2 separate regions of the Zea mays genome follow, and region 2 is linked to region 1. A link is a contact called in public Hi-C data. All regions are on one chromosome and are shown on one strand. Each heading gives the region's core, a stretch centred on a gene start, on an enhancer-like site or on the middle of the called end of the contact. The rest is flanking DNA. Distances are from core to core; before and after follow the strand shown.

Region 1 (5,183 bases), core at 1,888-4,387:
CGCCCTCTCTCGCGGACTCATTTCCTTATTACTAACGCTAACCCGGCTTGTAGTTGTGTTTATATTTGTAAATTTCAGTTTCGCCCTATTCACCCCCCCCTCTAGGCGACTATCAGTGTGGAGCATATTGGCTCCCTTCTGGCTGCTGGCCTTGTTGCGGCGGTGGTGGAGGCGGAGGCTGTTGCCAGGAAGCTTGAGGTTGGCTTGCCGAAGCAACAGAAGCTGCAGGGTGATTGCCTACATACTCTGGGATGTAAGGCGAATGATACGAAGCAGTGTGCATGACCTGCTTCGGCTGAGCCTGTTGTGCTGCAGCTTCAGTTATTTCCTTTTGCTTCTGGATGGTAACATGGCACATCCTGGTGGTATGACCTTTGTTCTCACCACAGAACAAGCAAAAAATTCTTCTTGGCTGATCGCCAAATCTTCCGCCGAAGCCCCTGGCACCTCTGCCTCTCGGAGCTGGTGGTCGGAAGGAGCCTTGCTGTTGCCCCGAAGCCTGTGAGGAACACTGTGGCCTTTGCTGTTGGCTCCCTCTATCATCATTTTGGGTAGAGTTATGAATTGATCTAACGTGCCTCGGATAGAACCTCCCTCCGAAGCCTCTGGTCATTTCAGAAAACCTGAAAGCCTCCTCCCTTCTTTGGCGAAAATCATTATCGGCCCGAATGTACTCGTCCATCTTCTGAAGCAGCTTCTCCAAAGTTTGAGGAGGCTTCCTAGCGAAGTACTGAGCTGACGGTCCTAGCCGAAGCCCCTTGATCATGGCCTCAATGACAATTTCGTTGGGCACTGTTGGTGCCTGTGCCCTCAAACGCAAGAACCTTCGGACGTACGTCTGAAGGTATTCTTCGTGATCCTGGGTACACTGGAATAGAGCTTGAGCCATGACCGGCTTCGTCTGGAACCCTTGGAAGCTGGTTAACAACAAGTCCTTCAACTTTTGCCACGAAGTGATCGTTCCTGGTCGAAGGGAAGAGTACCAGGTTTGAGCAACACTCCTGACAGCCATAACAAAAGATTTTGCCATGACCGCAGCATTGCCACCATATGAAGATACTGTTGCTTCGTAACTCATCAAAAACTGCTTCGGGTCTGAGTGGCCATCAAATATGGGAAGCTGAGGCGGCTTGGAGGACGGAGGCCAAGGTGTAGCCTGCAGCTCAGCGGATAGAGGAGAAGCATCATCAAAAACAAAATTCCCATGATGGAAATTGTCATACCAGTCATCTTCATTGAGGAAACCCTCCTGATGAAGGTCTTGGTGCTGAGGCCTTCGGTGTTGCTCATCCTGGGTAAGATGACGAACTTCCTCAGAGGCTTCGTCTATCTGCCTTTGCAGTTCAGCTAGCCTGACCATCTTTTCCTTCTTCCTTTGCACCTGTTGATGAAGGATCTCCATGTCTCTGATTTCTTGATCTATCTCATCCTCTGGCGGTGTTGGACTAACAGCCTTCCGTTTCTGGCTTCGGGCCTCCCGAAGAGAGACAGTCTCCTGATTGTGGTCCAGCGGTTGGAGAGCTGCAGTGCCAGCTGCTGAAGCTTTCTTCGGCGCCATAGCGAAGGTTTATGATCGCCGAAGGTGTTCAAAAACTCAAAGAGTGGAAGTGAGTTCACCGGAGGTGGGCGCCAATGTTGGGGACTTGTTCTCAAATGCTATGAGTTAAGAACAAGGCAACACAGAAAATGTTAATTTAAAATGTCCTTCGTCCTTCGAAGCATTATTTCCCTTAAGATATAATGATTTTTGGACGAAGGTTATGAAGGACATACCTTCATAAACATAGCAAACTATGATGTAGAATGGATTATAAGGAATATGAATGATAGCATAGAAAATTATATATTATTATTGTGAAGAAACAGAAATAACATTGAATTACAAATGTACCTTTAGCTTGGAGGTAAATGAAAGTACAAGTGTGGCACAAAAGCAAGTGCCAGATCAGCGTGAACAGTACGGGGGTACTGTTCATCTATTTATAGGCACAGGACACAACCCATACAAAATTACATTTATGCCCTTTACATTTGATAATAATTCTATAGTAGTCTATCGAGGTCTGAATAGCCTTTTCATCTTTAAGTCGGTTTCATTTTTTGCTACCACGCCGAAGCTTTCCTGCTCACACCTTCGGCGCTGTATCAACCTTCGTATTATTCTGGTCTGCTGTGATACCGACTTGAGTCCGAAGATACCTGTTCACACATTATACTCCAGAAATATTGTTAAATCCTGTTTTTGAGGACCTTCGTAAGCCGAAGGCCCCTAACATCCGCCGTGGGAGAAATTTCCCTATTTACATACCCGTCGGGGGAGAAATTTCTGCATCCTCATATTTTGAAGGTTAGTTTGAGAACCTCATTTTTCTAATAAAAAATAGGAATTTCTTGAGAAAATAGAGTTTCTAGATTAGCACTAAAGAAAGAATTTCCAGCGAGAAATCGGAGATCTATTGCCATCTCTACATCGGGCTGTGTAGTAGCTATTATATTTAATTCCTTTCTTGGCATCTGGTATTTAGTATATGACGTATGCGTAGTGTGGATGATTGGGGTCTGCTGGACGCGAGCTGCCGGCCGGTATGGCTCGGGCCATCCGCCATGCACAGCATCGCACATCGACCAGACCGTTAAGTGAGGTGGCGGCCAGGTTATTTGGTCCTAGTCTAGTCCAGCTGCTAAAATAATCGAGCATAGTACGGTCCAGCATAGTGGGCTCGATTAAGCGATCCTGGTCTGGGCTGGGCTGGGCTGGCCTGGCAAATTCTCTTCAAGCCCACGGTGAGTGAATTCGCACAAAAAAGAGTTCAAGGGAAATGATATCTCTTTTAATCCCCACTTTACCCTTGTCCACTCTATCTATGAGGACATATCCTGTGCAATCACTTATTTTGGTGCAAACGTGCAATCAAACTATCCAGAGCATTCAATCCAGATCCAACGGTTTCATATGAAAGAGGTTAAAAGTAAAATAAGTACTATGTTTTAGGTGGAAGGGGTTAAATATAAAATAACAGTCATCATTAGATCTAGATCGGATGCACCAGATCGCTTGATTGTATGCTTGCACCAGGATAAATGATTGCATAGGATATTTTCCCTCTATCCATCCCGTCCCGATTCCAATCCAATCCCCCGCAAGCGCGAAGAGAGGAGACGAGAAGGGGGAGGGATCCACAGTTCACACACACCCCGCTTCCCATGGCGCTAGCGCTGCGCTGCCCTCCCGCCGCCACCTCGTCCCGGAGCCCCTTCCTACCGTCGACCTCCCCAGCCCCTGCGGGGAAGGTCCCGAGGAGGCCGCCCGCCAGCTGGAGGTGCCTCGCCTACTACGGCGACGGCGGATTCCGCAAGAACTACGACCACATCCCCAAGCAGTTCCGCGAGGAGAACCTCAAGGATGGACGTGAGTGCTCTGTCAACCGTGGGCACCCAGTTCAGCGAAACACCAGTATCTACACGTTCATTTATCCACCGCAAAGTGTTAGACTTCAGGGACAATGTTGGCCTTGATTTGATGATTTCCAATTTAATGAGCTTGCAAATCTTTGGCACAGGTCTAAATATTCTAGATGGCGGTTTAACTTTTTGGCACATGACCAAGTTTACTAGCTGGTTCATAAGAAAAATAAAAAAAAGATATCTGCACCTTCTGTTTTTTTTATTTGTTGACTATGCATCAGAGGACCTCTTTTGTCTTCCTAAACACCCATCGAATGCTTCGATAAAAAGTTTATCAAGCTCTGCACGTTTTACACATGCATGACTTGTGTAGCGGCCACAACATTTTACACCTGCTTCTGTATCTTGTCAATCAAATCTTTGCACCATTTTTAAGTATTACGTCCTCTGGCAGTGATGGATAATTACAAGCATGTTCCTCAATTCCTTTATGGATTAAGTGATGCTCAGATGGAAATGTTTATGAATGACGATAACCCTTATAATCGGCAGTCCCAGAAAGTTACAGAGGTTAGTGATGTTATACAGAGCCCCTTCCCATTTCTATTCTGTCAAGTTCATTCCGTTGCATCAATGCAGCAAAGTTGAGATGGTGTTTTTCTTGTGAACTTTAGGAAAGCGTTTCTGCTGCGAGGAGCTACGATGAGTTTGGTATGTACACCTTGTCAGGCATGCATGAGGGCCCTGCAAGTTACAGCATGGGTATGGGCATGGGGGGCAGCATGAGCATGAGCATGGGCAGAGGAGGGAGAGGATATAGAAGAATGAGAAGCTCTGCTCCAGATCTTCCGTCATTGCTACTGGACTCTCGAATTATATTTCTTGGAATGCCTGTGAGAGATCAACTTTCTACCTCTTCATTATTCATAATATTTTGAAGCTTTGGATCAACAATGGTAACATTTGGTGTCGTTGTTGTCCTGGCAGATTGTTCCAGCAGTAACTGAGCTTATTGCTGCTCAATTTCTATGGCTAGACTATGACGACCGCACAAAACCCATTTATCTGTATATAAACTCCACTGGAACTATGGTAAGCAGTTGTTTGAATATTTGAAAAATAAGAAGCCATGTCATCTTTCATATGTTTCTGATGCATATTGCCACTATTTATATGACTACATCTTCTGTGCTGTAACAGGACGAAAATAACGAGCTTGTTGCATCTGAAACTGATGCTTATGCAATTGCTGATTTTATCAATGTATGTAAGGCTGTATCTTCTAATCGCTGACTGATAATCCAGCATAATTTTACGCCATTGTCAATGATGTTATTATCATGCCTAGGACTATATATCTACATTTGAACTTTGAATGTAGTCTCGTAGAGTTTCTGTGCATACTTGAGTGGATACAGGGATCAGGAGTGTGAATCCAGATTCTGGAGCAATTAAATACATTGCATAATTAAGGACCTTATTATTTTTTGGCCAAAAACTTGAAAGCAAGATAAATTGTTGCCTGCCGGAGACGATGACTGGGTTTCAGAACATTTAGGTTCTTTCAAGACCTTTTTCCTTGAATGAGGGGGGGGGGGGGATTGCGCGTCATTCATATTAATAAGAAAAGAGTACAACTGACTTGTACAAACCCTACTATAGGGATAAATAAGTTACATAAAAAGAATTCTCCAACAAACCTTAACCACAATCAGCGACCATAATGAACCATTAAAACTGAATCGACAAAAGGATGATTATGAAACAATTGTGTGGGA
Region 2 (5,183 bases), core at 1,360-3,859, 210 kb after region 1:
GACGGGCCCCATTTGTCATTGACTTTCGCTATTCTAGCGAAGGGAAGGTGTTTTTCGGACCTTCGGCTAAAGGCCTTTGTTCACGTCGCAATCTGAATTTGTTAGATATAAGAACAAATTAATACTGCGAGGGGCTACTGTTGGGGGCCTTCGTCTTCCGAAGGTCCTTAAAAACACAACTAACATGTTTTCCAAGTGTAATATACTGTTATAGGAACCTTCGTCTTTGAGATGAAGGTGATAAAAAACACGACTAACACGACTAACATGTTTCTGCTTTTCATTACATATTGAGATGATGAAGGTATGTCCTTCATAACCTTCGTCTGAAGATCATTATATCCTAAGTGATTATATCCTAAGTGAGATAATGCTTCGAAGGACAAAGGACTTTAACCATTAACATTTGTGTTGCCTTGTTATTAACTCGTACAATTCGAGAACAAGTGACCAATAGGGGGGCAAGAAGAAAAATGGAAGTCGTTGTATTTTATGACCATAACCATGGGTAGTGGATCTTTTGTCAAAAATAATCTAAAATAAACTACTCTTCAGATTATATAATATGGACATATAATCTAGGTGTTTGTTACCTGGTGGATTAGTTATACTATAATCTCGACAGATTATAATACCAAACAAATAAAGCTAAATTAAAGTTTTAAATAAGAAGTAGGACAAGTAAAAGATCTTTGGAGAGCCTAACTGGATGTCATGGGCCGTGTGGCAATTAAATCTTCTAGGGTACAAGGGGAAGAAGAAAAAAAAGAGAACGCCCATGTGGCAAATCGGCTTCCATGGGCCTCAAACAGAAAAGAAAGGGAAACCGAGCAAACCCCCTCAGTCCAGGAAACAAACAAACCATTGAAGACCAGGGCGCACTAGACGACGGCCCAAGAAATAAGAGCCCACAGACAGAAACGCGTCTGGAACAGGACGACGGCCTGTATAAACAACTGGCCTGGGCAGCTCCTAATTCTGTCGCGCTTTTGAACTGAAATCACACGACCCAAAACAACAAGAGCTCCAGCTAAAACAAGCGGACAAAGCGCCCCCAGCCAGCGAGCCAGCCTGGGTGTCCGTCCCCAGCCCACCCGTGCCGGGTGACGTGCCGCGAGCGTGCGTGTCCACCCGCCCGTGTCACATCACATCTCAGTCCGCCCGTCAGCCGTCGCCGGTGGTGCTCCGGCACTGCTCGGCGGGCCTGGCCTCGAGGGGCCCGCCGATGGTGGGGCATCCGTCGGCCGCGGACGCCATCGGCAGGTCCATGCAGTTGTAGGACAGGCAGAGCGCGGCGGAGTCCGGCAGCGGCGCGGCAGGCGGCACGGGGAAGGCCGTCAGGAAGTTGTGCTGCGCGTACAGCGTGGTCATCCGCCCGTCCAGCACGCTGCGTGCCACCGCCGCCGGCACCTCCCCGGACAGCCGGTTGTTGTTGACGTACAGGCTGGCCGCCGCCGCCAGCGCCTCCGGGACCTCGCCCGAGATGCCGTTGTGGCTCACGTCCACCACGGCCCACTGCTGCTGCTGGGACGGCACGGCCAGCGCACCCGTGAAGTTGTTCCGCGACAGGAGCAGTGACGAGAGGCCCGGCAGCGCGAACAGCGCCGCCGGGATTTGGCCCGAGAAGTTGTTCATGGACAGGTCGAGGAACGCCAGGTCGGCGGGTAGGGGCGGGCTGGCAGAGCCGCCGTCGCCAGAGCAGAAGGCCCCCTCCAGCGTGCCCTCCATGGTGTTGCCAGCGACGGACAGGTACCGTAGCGTGGGCGGCAGCGGCGGGAGCGCGCCGGCGAGCGCGTTCCGCGCAAGGTCGACGTGGAACAGCCCGGAGGAAGCGAAGCCGGCGGGGATCTCACCGGAGACCCCGCCGTTGTTGGCGAGGATGAGCACCTTGAGGCTGGGCGAGGCCGGCAGGAGCAGGTCCGGCGGGACGGCGCCGTCGAGGCGGTTCCCGCCGAGGTCGAGCGTGTGGAGGTCGGGCAGCCCCGCGAGGGAGGCCGGCACGGGGCCCGTCAGCTGGTTGCCCGCCAGCGACAGCAGGCGGAGGCGGCGGAGGCCCGCGCCTAGGCCCGCGGGTATGGGGCCGGACACGCGGCCGGGGTAGAGGACCAGGTCCGTGAGCGCCGCGAGTGTGGCCAGCGAGTCCGGGAGCGTCCCCGCTAGACCCGGGGAGTCGGCGAGCCCCGTGCCCAGGGTGAGCACGGACACGCGTAGCGTGACGGAGGTGGGGGTGGGGGTGCTGTCCTCGTCGGGCGCGCAGACGACGCCGGCGTACGCGCAGGGGCTCCGGGCGTCGTCCCAGGTGTCGAAGAAGCGGGAGCCCGGCAGGTCGCGCAGGCTGGCCCGGAGGTCGCGCAGCGCCGCCGCGTCGCGCTCGTGCAGCGTGGCCGTCTGGGCCGGCGCGCGGGAGGCGAGCATTCCAAGGAGGAGGAGGAGGAGGGGTGGCAGAGGCAGCGCCATGTGCGTGGCCTCGGCCGACACGGAAGGAAGAGGACAAGCGGGGGCGCCTTGGGAGATGGACGGAAGGCCTTCGAGTGAAGTGAGGTGGAGCAGCGAGTGGTGACACAGTGCAGTGAGCAGGGAGGAGGAGGACAATTCAACCAACCTGAGCGATTTAAATAGGTGCATAGAGTAGGTGGGGCCGGTGCTCCAGTCCGGTTCGTCTTCCCTGACACATCTTTTTACCTCGCGGTCGGTGGGTGGTCATGGAGATCCGCAGGCACAGGCAGGAGGAAGAAGATCGGTTGGGCTGGGCTCGGAGCACGGTGCAGGTAGCGTAGTATGCCATGAGCGTGTCGTCGTCCATGGAGTACAATCCCGCCCCGCGGCGGTCCAGTCCATGGAGGGAGGCGGAGGCGCGTCTGTCTGCGTACTGCTCTCCTACACCATCCATCCATCCATCATGGCTTCACACGTGCCGTGCCGCGTCGCCTGCAGACTGTTTCATTGTGGGATTGGATTTGCGTATATCACAAGTATGCGTATGTGCATGCCGGCCGGTGTACCCTCCGCTGTTTTAAGTGCGGGGCGTAACCCGTGAGGCCGTGATCTCTTGTACTGTACTGTACATGCAGAGACGTGTACATGAATGAATATATATATTTACTAAGAATGAAGAATTATCTGGAATAATCAGCTGTTGGGCAAGATATCCTTCCTACCTATCATGGCTTCAAAAGAGTCCCTTCCACTTTTAGACCCAAGGCGGTAATCCATCAAATTAAAGTAACAAGGCCAAAAGGAGTCAGGAATGGATAGAAACGGTCGGTTTGAATTGTTTCTTGCTAGTACAGGACGGACGGAGCCGATGGTTGTCTGAGCTGAGCTGAGCTGTGGGCAATAATGACAATTTAAGCATTTTCTGCTCACGTCCTGACAAAGTCCGGCTCTGATCTAATACGACCACCAATGGCAGAGCCCACCTGTGCCGATTTTTTTTTGTTTTTTAACCTTTTTTTTGAACAAAACTTACACTAAGATCCCTGGATAACTTACTTCAGTTTTTAGACCCCTAGCTCGGCGTCATGGCCTATGACGCCGAGCTCTTACGTGACGACGGCGGCTAGGGTTGACGTGCAAGCCGACGTGACCCCTAGCTCGGCACCATAGATCTTCTCATGCCACACCGCCGTTATCCTCTTCCCGCCGCGTCGCCGCCGTTCTGTGTTAACTCGGCGTCATAGCCTATAGCAACTGAAATAAATCATCTAGGGATCTAAATGTAAGTTTGTAAGTTTTGTTCGAAAAAGGTTAAAAACCAAAAAAAAACCGGCCCACCCGTGTGGTGCGGCGCCTCCATTCACCATTCTAGTAGTACCTACAGAATTTGCGATGCCCAGGCCACCGCTACATTTGGCGATGCTCCGACAGGATGAGAATCTGAATCTCAATCCTAAGGACATCACTTCCAGGATGAGAATTTTCTGAGATGATGGGCCGACATATGTTTTCCTAGTCAAGGGCATACGGGAATGATTTTTTCTACAAAAAAAAAAACATAAGATATGTTGTTGATAAACTACGTGCCCCAAGGCAGCATAACACAATGTGGTGACCCATGCATTCCTTCCACAGGGAACAGCAATCATGTGATTAGAGACTGTTCACGTTACCAGCCTAACTGCATGCAAATTTAAATTGAAATAAACAAATAAATAAATAATGACAGGGGGGCAACATAACATACTTATCGTGGAGCGTGGCCAACACCCCTTTTCAACTCAGCATGCTCTCCGTCGGCCACCTCGGCAGCAGGCAGTTTCACTCCATCCATCCGACAGCACTCTATCATCTCCTGTTGCGTCACTACAACTCCTTGACATCGATCATTAAAGCATCACCAGCAGCTCGGCAATATCATCCCTCATGCTCATAAAACTGTTATATATTGGTGGAGACGCTCCAGCAGTTCCCAGATTGCTCTTTTTTTCTTTTTTGTCACCAAAAAACCTCCCATCTCTCCTCAAATAAAGGGGACCACAGCAACTGTCACCTTTTTTCTCTCTCACACATCCTCCATTCTGACATGTGGATCCCATGTGTTGGTAAAGGCTACTATCAGTGATCTGCTCTAACATCTCCTGTAATATTCCATAAAAAAAGAACTATTGATTCCCACTGATAACATTCCATTAAATGATGATGCTCACAATCCTACTCCCTACCAACACCACCTCACCTCACCATGTGGTTCGTCCCTGCCTTCAGAATACATACACAGGCTGTCCCCTTTTTTAGGATCATCAGTGTCTCGTATGCACCCATCATTCTGCATCCATGGAATAGAGAAATCGGACCAGGTAACTTTGTTGAATAAACTATGACCCTTTTCCTCTCAAGTTTATCAAAACTCTGTAAAAGTGGGTCTGCCGTAGCTTCTACCGGAAGCAAAACAGGTGTCACATACACTATCTGAATATCTGATAACCACCAACAGGAACCGACCATCACTCCTGAAACAGAGAAGAAATACAAATTGCTTGGATAGTGCATGCAATGATGTTCTTCAAAGAAACATGAAGACTCAAAAGGCTGACTTGAGATAAAACAAGCATCAGAGGTCCTCAAATCCAGGTAAGCACCACTTGGTTATATGCAGCTCTGAGGATTAAGCATTAACTGCATCTGTGTGATAAACAAAAGCTAGCAGCAAAATAATCCGCTGAAGTAAAGAGACCATTCACTCG

The links. A called contact is a pair of places that touch in the nucleus more often than the background predicts.
Region 2: a contact with region 1 is called in a Hi-C map of ear, with 2.4 times the contacts expected there. The contact joins the promoter of LOC100191542 here to the promoter of LOC100274001 in region 1. A contact is called at or near these places in 2 of 25 Hi-C or Micro-C datasets (ear and leaf).

The regions. Positions count from the first base shown.
Region 1 is chr6:178,974,577-178,979,759 of Zm-B73-REFERENCE-NAM-5.0, forward strand. It overlaps LOC100274001 (ATP-dependent Clp protease proteolytic subunit), which reads left to right and starts at 3,138. Exons shown (of 9, transcript NM_001148387.1): 1 at 3,138-3,409; 2 at 3,860-3,975; 3 at 4,080-4,298; 4 at 4,393-4,497; 5 at 4,606-4,668. The coding sequence starts at 3,205.
Region 2 is chr6:179,184,338-179,189,520 of Zm-B73-REFERENCE-NAM-5.0, forward strand. It overlaps LOC100191542 (Polygalacturonase inhibitor 1), which reads right to left and starts at 2,610. Exons shown (of 1, transcript NM_001136973.2): 1 at 688-2,610. The coding sequence starts at 2,457. The coding sequence ends at 1,165. It also overlaps the pseudogene LOC100274677.